Regions from separate parts of the Danio rerio genome. Here region 2 is linked to region 1. The links are chromatin contacts, called in public Hi-C maps. All regions are on one chromosome and are shown on one strand. Each heading gives the region's core, a stretch centred on a gene start, on an enhancer-like site or on the middle of the called end of the contact. The rest is flanking DNA. Distances are from core to core; before and after follow the strand shown.

What was found. Hi-C and Micro-C count contacts between places; a contact is called where the count stands out from the background.
Region 2: a contact with region 1 is called in a Hi-C map of embryo, with 2.5 times the contacts expected there. The contact joins two enhancer-like sites. A contact is called at or near these places in 1 of 18 Hi-C or Micro-C datasets (embryo) and 1 of 4 datasets of contacts at active chromatin or transcription factors (embryo).

What each region holds. Positions count from the first base shown.
Region 1 is chr5:18,070,036-18,075,840 of GRCz12tu, reverse strand. All of the region lies in intron 2 of fbrsl1 (fibrosin-like 1), which reads right to left. Among named protein-coding and RNA genes, the nearest start is that of fbrsl1, 180 kb to the right of the region's middle. Within about 2 kb of position 2,415, at least 25 of the 62 cell types and tissues checked have an H3K27ac peak or open chromatin away from gene starts, as enhancers often do.
Region 2 is chr5:18,337,316-18,343,120 of GRCz12tu, reverse strand. All of the region lies in intron 4 of fbrsl1 (fibrosin-like 1), which reads right to left. Among named protein-coding and RNA genes, the nearest start is that of chfr, 170 kb to the left of the region's middle. Within about 2 kb of position 2,625, at least 6 of the 62 cell types and tissues checked have an H3K27ac peak or open chromatin away from gene starts, as enhancers often do.

The sequences.
Region 1 (5,805 bases), core at 1,166-3,665:
AACTGAAATAATCACCATATATTTGTCTAAAGGAATATGCTTTCAGAATCTTCCTTAACACAATTTTCAATACTTTTTTCTACCTCACGTACCCAACATTTTTGTATTTCAAAAATATTGTATTAAATATTGTATTGTATACAGTATTTCCTATAATATTTTTGTCTTCTGGAGATAGTCTTATTTGTTTTATTCTGGTTAGAATAAAAGCAGTTTTTATGTCTTAAACCATTTTATGGTCAAAACTATTAGCCTTCTAAAGTAATATTTGTCGACAAAACAAGACCATCATTATACAACGACTTGCCTAATTAACGTAGTTAAGCCTATAAATGTCACTTGAAGCTGAATACTAGTATCTTGAAAAATATCTATTAAAATATTACTTGATTATATGTTTTAATGATGAAAAAAATCATTTTCCCGTTAAACCAAAAAAAAAAAAAAAATGGAGGAAATAATATACAAGGGAGCTGATAATTCAAGAGCTTTTAAACAGTGTTTTAAACAGTCGCACACATCAGCTGACAGTGTGAGTGATTATCGTCTCATTCGGTATTCACCAGCTTTTTTTTGCTCGCGCGGACACAGTTATTTTTGTCAGTCATGCTGCTTCTCGATTATAAGATCGCATTTGCTTGAATATTGGCCCATCCTTATTGTCGAACCCTGCTTTTAAAAAAAAAACTACAATTTAAACATTATTTTTAACCAGCCAAAGTGGCTAGTGGTGGTGACTATCTAACCCGCCACAGCTGAAATCTACCCGCCAAGGTTGGCCGGTGTTAATGTTAAGCCCTGCTTGTCATTGACAACATTATTAGAGCAATTTTTTCAATAGAATAAAATGAGACACTTGTCATTATCAGATTCCCTCTTGCATTATATTCAACATTATATAGGCTATACAACTATACATTACATTTACATTTTAAACATTTTATTTGCACGCACAACACTTTGTGTAAGCTACGAAGAAATAAAACATGTCAAGTGATTGTTGAAATCATAACTCTAAAATGTGGTTGTTTAAATGATGTGCGCACCACGCTGAAAAAAAAAAAAAAAAGATGTTGTACGTGTGATTTCGTGGCCGTGAATACATCATAACATTAGGACAGAAATTACATTTCTGGGTGAATTATACCTCATAAATACAGTATGTGACACGTTTAACACCATTCGGAGGTGTCCATGTTGCTGAGCAGTGTATGCGAAACAATTATAAAGACTTGTACACCGGCCCGCCCTTACGCCCCCTACTGACCCTGAAAATACAATTGGTTGAATCGAAGAAAAGCTGAAGTAAGATCATGTGTAGGGTCAAATCGAGATGGCGATCTCTTTTCAATTAATCGTGCAGCCCTAACACAAAACAACAGAGTTTTCAAATTTAAAACAGCCTCTTCAGCATTTTCAATTTTTCGGGGCTTGAAAACTCCGGGGTAGTGTGGACGAAAGGCGCAACCACTGCAAAACTATTCGTATTAGTGTAAAAGGGGCCAGAGTGTAACTGTTTGTAAAGCATACATAACCATAGGTAAGCTCAGAATCAATTTGTTTATTGTCCCAACCCTACCGATTGCCTTCTGTGTCCAGCCTAACAGTACAGCTACAACAACATTACACCATAGAGATGAAACTGGACAAAAAATGACGCCACACCACAATGGAAAGGCAAGAAGAGGCCATGAATGTATTTGTGCCATACTCCGGGGCTAAAACCCTTCTCTGACATGCTGCTGAATCCCTGCCCTGAAGGGAGGAGCGTCGAGGCAGGCGTGCTGAGATCCGCGTCGGGGTGAAGTCTCTCTGTTTTGTTATTCTGCTCTTTTGATCCCGCCTAACCTCAAAGGGCCCTGCCGTCTCCAGCCAAGAGCCCCTGAGCCGCCGCAAGTCCCACCTCCATTAGCGCCAGTGTTTCACCTCCGCCTCGCCCTTGTTCGCTCCCCTCCTTCCGATTCCACCTCTTCTCACTCGCACTTTATCTAGGCCGCCCTCATCTTCACCTGTCAGCTGTTTTCACTCAATCCCTACTTTGGGAATCAAGACCTGTCAGTCCTCATTACCCCCCAGCCCAAGTCTCGAACCCCTCGTTTGGATGAAAGCTCTGGGCTGGGAGAGCGTAGCAGAGGGCAGGCTCTGGGGACACAGATCCTTCCCCTAATTTGCTGGAAAAAGTGTCCCGCAGTAGAGAAGCCTCACCTCTATTAACCTAAAGAGAGAGTGAAAGAGAGACAAAGAGGGAATGAGACGAGAGGCAGAGAGAAAGAGAGCGGGCAGGGGCGATGGTGGCACCTCTACAGTGGCTCAATCTCCAGGCTCATTATCCCCGAGCCGCCCCAGAGCGAAGCAGAGCGCTCCGAGCATGGCAGGGCCACAACAGGGCCAGGGGCCAAATGGATTCATCTGCTCTCATTTGCTCCTGTCTCAGCAGAGGCAGCTGCTCTGAGTGAGGGGGTTGGGGGGGATTTACGACTTTGCATTGTGCCACAGAATAGCGCCACCTGTCTCTTAAATTGTGTAATGCCACAACAACAATGATGCAAGTAGTTAATGCAGTGGTACCCTGTAAATAATAAAACATCAGGGTTAAGATTTAAGATTAAGATCATTAAGATTTTTCCAATTTTGTTTTTATTTACAATAAACATATTTCACTTTAATTATCCAGTAGACAACATTTGAAGTGGATCAAGTATGTTTTTCAAAATAAGGTCCTAAGGCAAGAATGGGTCTTGTTTAATAGTTTAAGGACAACTTTAATGAAAGATTTTGAACCATGAATGTGGACTACTTCATTTGAGCTCAAAGGGAAGTTCACTAACAATAATTTTTCACCAAATATTTCTTAATTTTGAGGTTCAAGCATTGAATGATATATATTTACTTATTGTTTAATTTTATTTATTGTTAAATATAATTTTATTTATTGTTTAATTTTATGAATAACTATTATTTAACTTTGTTTGGAATTATACATTTAATTATTTTAATTAGTTATTGCTGTGGTAGTTCTGGTAGTACCTTTTAAAGTTTGAGGTCATTAAGATTCCAATTTTGTATTATTATTATCATTATTGTTATTATTATTATTATTATTATTATTATTATTATAATAATAATAATAATAATAATAATAATAATAATAACAATAATAATAATGATGATAATAATAATAATAATTATTATTATTATTATTATTATTATTATTATTATCATCAATAAAATTATTTTTTGTACTTTTTGTGCCTAACTATGCTGCATATATTTGCTCAAAAATTGGAAGCTTTTATTATGTTAAAAAATATTTCTCTTTTAATATATTTGGGTTCAAAGGGAAGTTTACTAACTAGTTATAGACTAATTATGGAAATAAAGTCACAAAATATTTGTTAATTTTGAGGTTCTAGCATTGTATGATATAATTTATTAATTAAAAAGAGTTTAATTTTATGAAGAACAAATACTTAATTAATTTAGTTTGAAATTATACATTTAATCATTTTAATTTGATATTACTGTGGTGGTTGTAGAATACCTTTTAAATGTTTGGGGTCAATAAGGTGTCCAACTTTATGTTGCTGTTGTTGTTGTTGTTGTTGTTGTTATTAATACTACTACTACTACTACTACTACTAATAATAATAATAATAATAATAATAATAATAATAATAATAATAATAATAATAGAAATAATATCATTATTATTAATATTATCAAAAGTTAGTTTTTTTTGTTCGTGCTTAACTATTCTGCATTTATTTGAACTTTTAAATTTTAAAATAAACATATTTCTCTTTTGATATATTTGAGCTTAAAGTGACGCTCACTAACTAGTGATAGACTAATTATGGAAACAATGATTTGTCAGCAAATATTTCTTAATTTTGAAGTTGTAAGCACAGTTAGCTCTGGCCAATGCAGCTGAGAGCCTAAAGTGGCCCAGAGAAAATATGGCAAATGTGGCCCGCTGGTGGAATTCTGGCTGATATGTGGTCTTGCTTTGGTGTATTTGTAGCCCAGATCTGACAAACGGGAATGGACCACCCTAGAGCCATCATTCCATTCAGTATGTGGTTCGGATGTAAGTGTCTGGTGTGGGCTGGATCTGGGCCAGAATAAAAGCAAACAGTGGCCCAGAATAGGGTCAGTTCTGGTTCATTTGGTTGAATTCTGGCTGAGATGTGATATTGCTATGGCTTGATTGTGGACCAGATCTGACCGCCCAAGTGCCATCATTTCTTGCGGTATGCGGACTGGATGTAAGTGTCTGGTGTGGGCCATATTTGAGCCACATTAATTAAACCTATTATTATTTTGTAGCAAATTGTAGGGTATTATTATTATTATTATTATTATTATTATTATTATTTGTGGTGGTTTTATTATTATTATTATTGCTATTACTATTATCATTATTATTAGTGGTGGTAGCAATAGTAGTAGTAGTAAGTAAAATAAGTTGGACTATTACAAAACTATGCACAAATTAATATTCACAATATTAATCAGTAGTAATATTATTTGAATACGACACTTAGAAAGTTGATTACAGTTTATTACTCATTAAACAACAATAATAGTTGACAGAATGGTTGTGGTTGACCAATCAGAATCAGGTTGTTTGTGATGAGATCATCAGCCTTCCCTATAATCTCCTCTTTCCCGGTCACAATAACCAAAACAACCCTTCTGGGCTGGACTGCATCCCAAGGACACAGCGCTATATACACTAAATGGATTCCTGCTTTTATTGCAATGAGTCTCAAAGTATCCATTAAGCGTCTATCATCGCCACGCATTGTTCATAGCTCAGTGTGATTGATGTCCGCACTATGTGGCCAAACGTATTACACAAGGCTCGAAACCACCAACACGCATCTCATGCTTTCCAGTAAGAAGGGGGTTGCAGGGAGGCAAATTTACACAAATGTTGGTTCTACGGTGAGCGATTTGCATACTCGATCACCCTAGAGGGCAAAAGACACAAGTTTGCATTATGCTTTGAGTGGAAATGACTGACACAGATGGAATCAAAGCAAACAAAAACAGAAGTTCATTAAAGTCAGGCTGTTAAATAAGTGTGTGTGATTAATGCCCAGCGTGGGCTGACAGATATGAAGCTAATAGCGGTGGACACACATTCAAGAACAGATTTTGCAACATGAAATGATATTCACAAATCATTTACCCAACCTAATGTGATAATTTATTTAGAATGGAAGGAATCCTCAATCTTGATTTTAAACTTGATTTATCTCTCTGGAATTAAAGGGATGGCGAAAAGCAGGTGTCTCACAGGTGAACAATTAAGTTTTCTATTGTGTTTTTTTACCCATGTCAACCCAAAAATGAGTCATTTGGCACAATAAAACTAATAAAAGTATGTTATGAAACATTCATTTTATATACAGTTAAAGTCAGAATTTTTAGCCCTCCTGAATTAATAGCCCCTCTTTATATTTTTTTTCCCAAAATTTAAGTTTTTTCCCCCCAACACATTTCAAAACATAATAGTTTAATAACTAATTTCTAATAACTATATTTTACTAGAGCCTCTTTAAGATACTAGTTTTCAGCTTAAAGTGTAATTTTAAGACTTAATTAGCCAAGTTAGGGTAATTAGGCAAGTCAAAAAATAGGTGGACTAATCATTTTGAGCTATACACTCACCGGCCACTTTATTAGGTACACCTGTCCAGCTGCTCGTTAACGCAAATTTCTAATAAGCCAATCACATGGCAGCTATTTAATGTATTTAGGCATGCAGACATGGTGAAGACGATCTGCTGAAGTTCAAAC
Region 2 (5,805 bases), core at 1,376-3,875, 270 kb before region 1:
GATTTCTCATTTTCAGCCTATTTTTCTGCACCATTACTGCAACCATTTAAAATGGATCAGAGAGAGAGAGAGAGAGAGACTGGGAGCGAAAAGAGAGAGTCTTGGGAGGAAGAAAAAAACAGTGGCATTATTTTTCCATAATAAAATTTCCCTGCCTTAACAAGATAAAAGTAAATTGCGCACTGACTCAGAAAGTGTGAAAGGCATTCTAGAATGAATTTTTCATGTGCATTGATAATTTAATATGTTGTGGCGCCAATTTATCAGATTTCTGTGTCGTTGCTGCTCTTTCTTTTTTTTCCTAAGGAGAATAACAAGAATATGATCTCGCTTTCTGAGAGCTTTCAGAACAATGTCACAGAAAAAAGAGGTGTTCGCACTGATTGGATGGAAAAAAACTCCACAGAGAGACTTAATATAACTTGCTCTCATTTTCGTACTAACAAGACGACGAGGCGGACTCAATTGAACAACATGTGTTCTAAATTCCCAACATTATTCATGCTATCATTCCATAAGGAGAACATTCAAATTGAATACCCTGGTAAAATGCTCATGGGATTCGCTGAACATGTAAAGTCAATGCAACAGGAAACCATCCATCCATCCGTCCGTCCATCCGTCCGTCCATCCATCCATCCATCCATCCATCCATTCGTCTGTTTATCCATCCATCTGTCCGTTTATCCATCCATCTATCCATCCATCCATCCATCCATCCATCCATCCATCCATCCATCCATCATTTCATCCATTCATTCATCCATCCATCCAACCCTCCATCCATCCGTCCATCTGTCCATCATCCATCCATCCAACCGTCCATCTATCCATGCATTCATCCATCCATCTATCCATCCATCAATCCATCCATCCATCCATCCATCCAATCATCCATCCATCCATCTATCCATCCATCCATCCATCCATCCATCCATCCATCCATCATCCATCAATCCATTCATCTGTCCATCCATCCATCTGTCCATTTATCCACCCATCCGTCCGTTCGTCCATCCATCCATCCATACACCCATCCATCTATCCATCCATGCATCCATCCATCCACCCGTCTATCTGTCCATCCATCTATCAACCCATCCATCCATCCATCCGTCCATCCATCCATCCATCCATCCATCCATACGTCCATCCATCTATCCACCCATCCTTCATCCAGCCATCCATCCGTCGATCAATCCATCCATCCATCCAACCATCCGTTCATCTCTCCATCCATCCATCCATCCATCCATCCATCCATCCATCCATCCATCCATCCATCCATTCGTTTGTCCATCCATCCATCCATCCATCCATCCATCCATCCATTCATTTGTCCATCCGTCCATCCGTTCGTCCATCGGTCCATTTATCATCCATTTGTCCATTCGTCTATCCATCCATACACCATCCGTCCATCCATCCATTCGTTTTTCTTTCTATCTTTCCGTTCAACTACCCATCATCCATTCGTCCATCCATACATCCATCCATCAATCCATCCATCCAACGGTCCATCTATCTATCCATCCATCCAACCGTCCATCCATCCATCCATCCATTCATCCATCCATCCAACCGTCTATCCATCCATCCATCCATCCATCCATCCATTTATCCACCCTAACACCCATCCATCCATCCATCCATCCGTCCATCCACTCGTCCATCCATCCATCCATCCATCCATCCATCCATCCATCCATCTGTTCATCTGTCCATCCATCCAACCATCCATTTGTTAAACATCCAGCGTCGTCATCCCTGGTGTGACGAAATAATGACATGCACAAAGACAAAAGAATCGATCTTCACAGAATGGCAACAGTTAAACCGGTCCGGCTTTGCCCGCGGCAGAGGATGATAAAGTATTATTTATCATGAGGAACAGCTACTGGCCCAGTGGAGGGAGAGAGGGAGGCAGAGAAAGAGAGGTAGAGAGATTAAATATAAGGTTACCACAGCTAGGATCTAATCTATTCAGAGACAAATGCCGGGTCTCGGAAGCACATTTGTTGTGCGCCCCCGAGGTTTAACAGCCGGCATTATGGTTCCATTTCTCATCATTAGCAAGCCTACATCAATGTCCCCACTAAGGGGTCAGCTCTGGGAATAGATCCAAGGGCTGTGTCAGGCCAGGAGTAGAGGAAAGAGAGGAGGGGTAGTGAGAAATAAATCTCTCCCTTTGTGTGCGGGCGAGCGTGTGTGCATGGGGTTCGTGTTGTGCGCCATCTCTTATCGTACACCGAGAGATCCATATGCTTTTACATGCCTGTGTACATGAGTATTTGCATAAGCCATTTTGCATGCACGTTTGACTCAAATGAGGGAGAGTGCAACAGGGACAAAAAAAGGTAGACATAGAAGGACAGAAAAGACTGAGAGGGAAAGACGAAAGGAGGAAAGACAGGAAAATCAAATGTGATGTATCTGGATGCAGCACGCGTGTACCCTCGCCTACCATATGCCGCTGCATTTCACGCTAGTAGATCTGAATGTGGACACAAGCATTTCAGGGGTTTTCTTCCTTTCTTTCTTTCTTTTTTCATCCAGCAGCCCTGCCTTTCTCCACCGTGTTAGATATGTTAATCCGCTGGCATTCATCTGAACTACAGCGGCTCCGGAATGGTTCTCCAGACCCACGCGTCAGAGCTCCAACCCAGCCGCGGGCAGCAGATGCTCCTGCAGACTTACCCCAGCCACAAACTGGGCTTTCAGGCTTCCCACTGAGAGCTTCTCTGCTTCCTCGTAGAGCTCCAGAAGTGTATAATAAGCCCCCTTGAGGAAAAGCGAGGGATGAGGCAGAAAAAAAAGAGAAAAAGAAGTGTGGAAGGTTCAAGACCAGGAAAGCAATGGCGTAGTTACACTGAAGAGTAGTGCATTAGCACAGGACGGATTTATGATGGGTAATTTGAGTCTTCTCAACTAAGCAGCGGTCCCTATGTTACTACTCTTATTCAATAGCAGTCAAAATATGTGACTTGATCACATTTGGTTTTCAGTGCAAGACATAGATGAGAAAGAACACCAAAATGTGCTGGGCTGTTTTAATTCAATGTTGGGTCAAATGTGGTCAAACTCAACAGTTGGGATCAATCCACCGATCCATCAATCTCTCCATTCACCCGTCCATTCATCCATTCATCAATCTATCCATCCACCCATCTATCCATCCATCCGTCCGTCCGTCCATCCATCCATCTATCTATCCATTCATCTATCCATCCATCCATTTGTCCATCTGTTCATCCATTCATCCATCCATCTGTTCATCTATTCATCTGTCCGTCCATCCATCATCTATTCATCCATCCACCTGTCCATCTATCTGTTCATCTGTCTGTCAGTCCATCCATCCATCCATCCATCCATCCATCCATCCATCCATCCATCTAACCACCCATCCATCCAGCCTTCCATCCATCCGTTTACCTGTCTGTCAGTCCATCCATCCATCCGTCCATCCATCCATCCATCCATCCATCCATCCATCCATCCATCCATCCATCTGTCCATCCATCTATGCATCCATCCATCCTTCTATCCATCCATATGTCCGTCTGTCCATCCATCCATTTGTCCATCTGTTCATCCATCCATCCGTTCATCTATTCATCTGTCCGTCCATCCATCATCTATTCATCCATCAATCCACCTGTCCATCTATCTGTCAGTCCATCCATCCATTCATCCATCCATCCATCCATCCATCCAACCACCCATCCATCCAGCCTTCCATTCATCCGTTTACCTGTCTGTCAGTCTATCCATTCATCCATCCGTCCATCCATCCATCCATCCATCCATCCATCCATCCGTCCCTCCGTCCGTCCGTCCGTCCGTCCGTCCATCCATCCATCCATCCATCCATCCATTTATCTATCCATCCATCCATTCACCCATCCATCCTTCCATCCATCCATATGTCCGTCCGTCCATTCATCATCCATCTATCCATCCATCCATCCATCCATCCATCCATCCATCCATCCATCTGGTTAAAAAGTTATGTCATCTCTTTTTCTCTTGCTTATCATGGGCCAGGGCGATGGGGCTAGCAGTATCATAAAGAAGCCCCAAACATCCCTCTTTCCAGACACTTCCTACAGCTCCTCTGGGGTACCCCGTTCCCAGGCAAGCCGCGACACCCCACAACATGTCCTAGGTCTTCCCCGGGGCCTCCTCGTGTTGGGATATGCCCAGAACACCTCCCTAGGTAGGCGTCCAGGATGCATTCAAAACAGACGCCAGAGCCACATAAACAGATTACTCTCGATGTGGAGGAACATTGGCTCAACTTCGAGTTCCTCCTAGATGACAGACCTCCTCAGCCTATCTCTGAGGGAGCACTCTGCCACCCTGTGAAGGAAACTGACTTCGGTTGCTTGTATCTATCTTTATGTCTGTCTTTTCCACGAGTGTCACATGTGCTTGAGTATGTGTGAAGTAAACTGTTTAATATTCACAGAAGCTAGTTGACATGATTTGATTGTGTGCACAACAATACTTGGTTCTAGTTCTCCAAAACTTGCTCAATTCTGCCACATTCTTGACATCTTTATGACTTGATTCTCCTTAAATATATCCAAACATTTCGCTCCACGTAATGGAATATTTCAACAGGGATAACAAGAAAATCACGCTGACCACTCATGAGCTTTTAAAAAATATAACCTCGCTCAAATTAAACAGACACTTTCTATTTTAACAAGTTAAAACAGGAAATCAAGAGTACCAAGACAGATGGAAAGAGGAATATGAAGTGGAAGAAGAAGAAAAAAAAATCCCTTCGGTGAATAACAAATCAACAGCAAGCAAATAAAACGAATTAAGTTTGGAATATCGCATTACCATCATTAAATTAAATTCACGACAGTAGATTTCAAATCGAATTACCGAATACAAGCCAGCTGTTTTCACGGTCTTGCACTATGAACTGAAGTCCGAATGGGAGTCGACTCAAAACACCTACCGACCTCGGAAATGCAGCATCAACAAACTCCAGTGTCAGCTAATCAAATCCAGCTAATCAGTGAATTCTGTGTTGACTAAAAAAATCTGGAGGAAAAACGGACACTTGTGTAATAAACTGTCTGCATTTAGCTTGTTGTAGTGAATGCAACTTTCCAGGCTGACTGCATTAACCTTCCCCAATTCAATCAGCGGCGAGCGGCAGTCATGCCAGGGATGTGAATCCCCCATTCAATTTAAAATTTTTCATACAAACCATGCGCAGCTTGTCCCTCGCATTCCCTTTGACGTTCGCCTGGAAGAATAGCTGCTTTATGCTTATTGCATTCAGAGGTGGTGGCAATAGCATGACGCTAATAACAATAAAGCAGCGGTTGACTCCAGCAGCCATGAAATTTGAGTCACTTTCTATGCATTAACAGCAAACTGGCAGATTAAATCACCCGGCGTATGATATACAGTCAAACGAGGCCATTACTGGAATGAAGCACAGGGCGGATGCCTCTTATCAAGATGGCGATGGATAAAAAATAAAGTCAAAAAAGCGAGGCAGTTCTAAACCTGACAAATACTGATGGAGGATTGCAGTAACAATGCTTTCAAGATACTTATGTGGAGGGCTTTGCAGAGTCAAGTATATGGGCAGATATATATTTCACAGATAACGCCTGATCAGCAAAATGCTTACTGCACAGATAAAGCTTGATGCATTAGTTAAGTGATAGTCAAATATCGCAATACTATTTATGTCAAATCGGAGAGCTCAGTCGATATCGCACACCTAGTGAAATCCCATTAGCAGATGCTGGTTCATGCAGGCTAAACGATCTT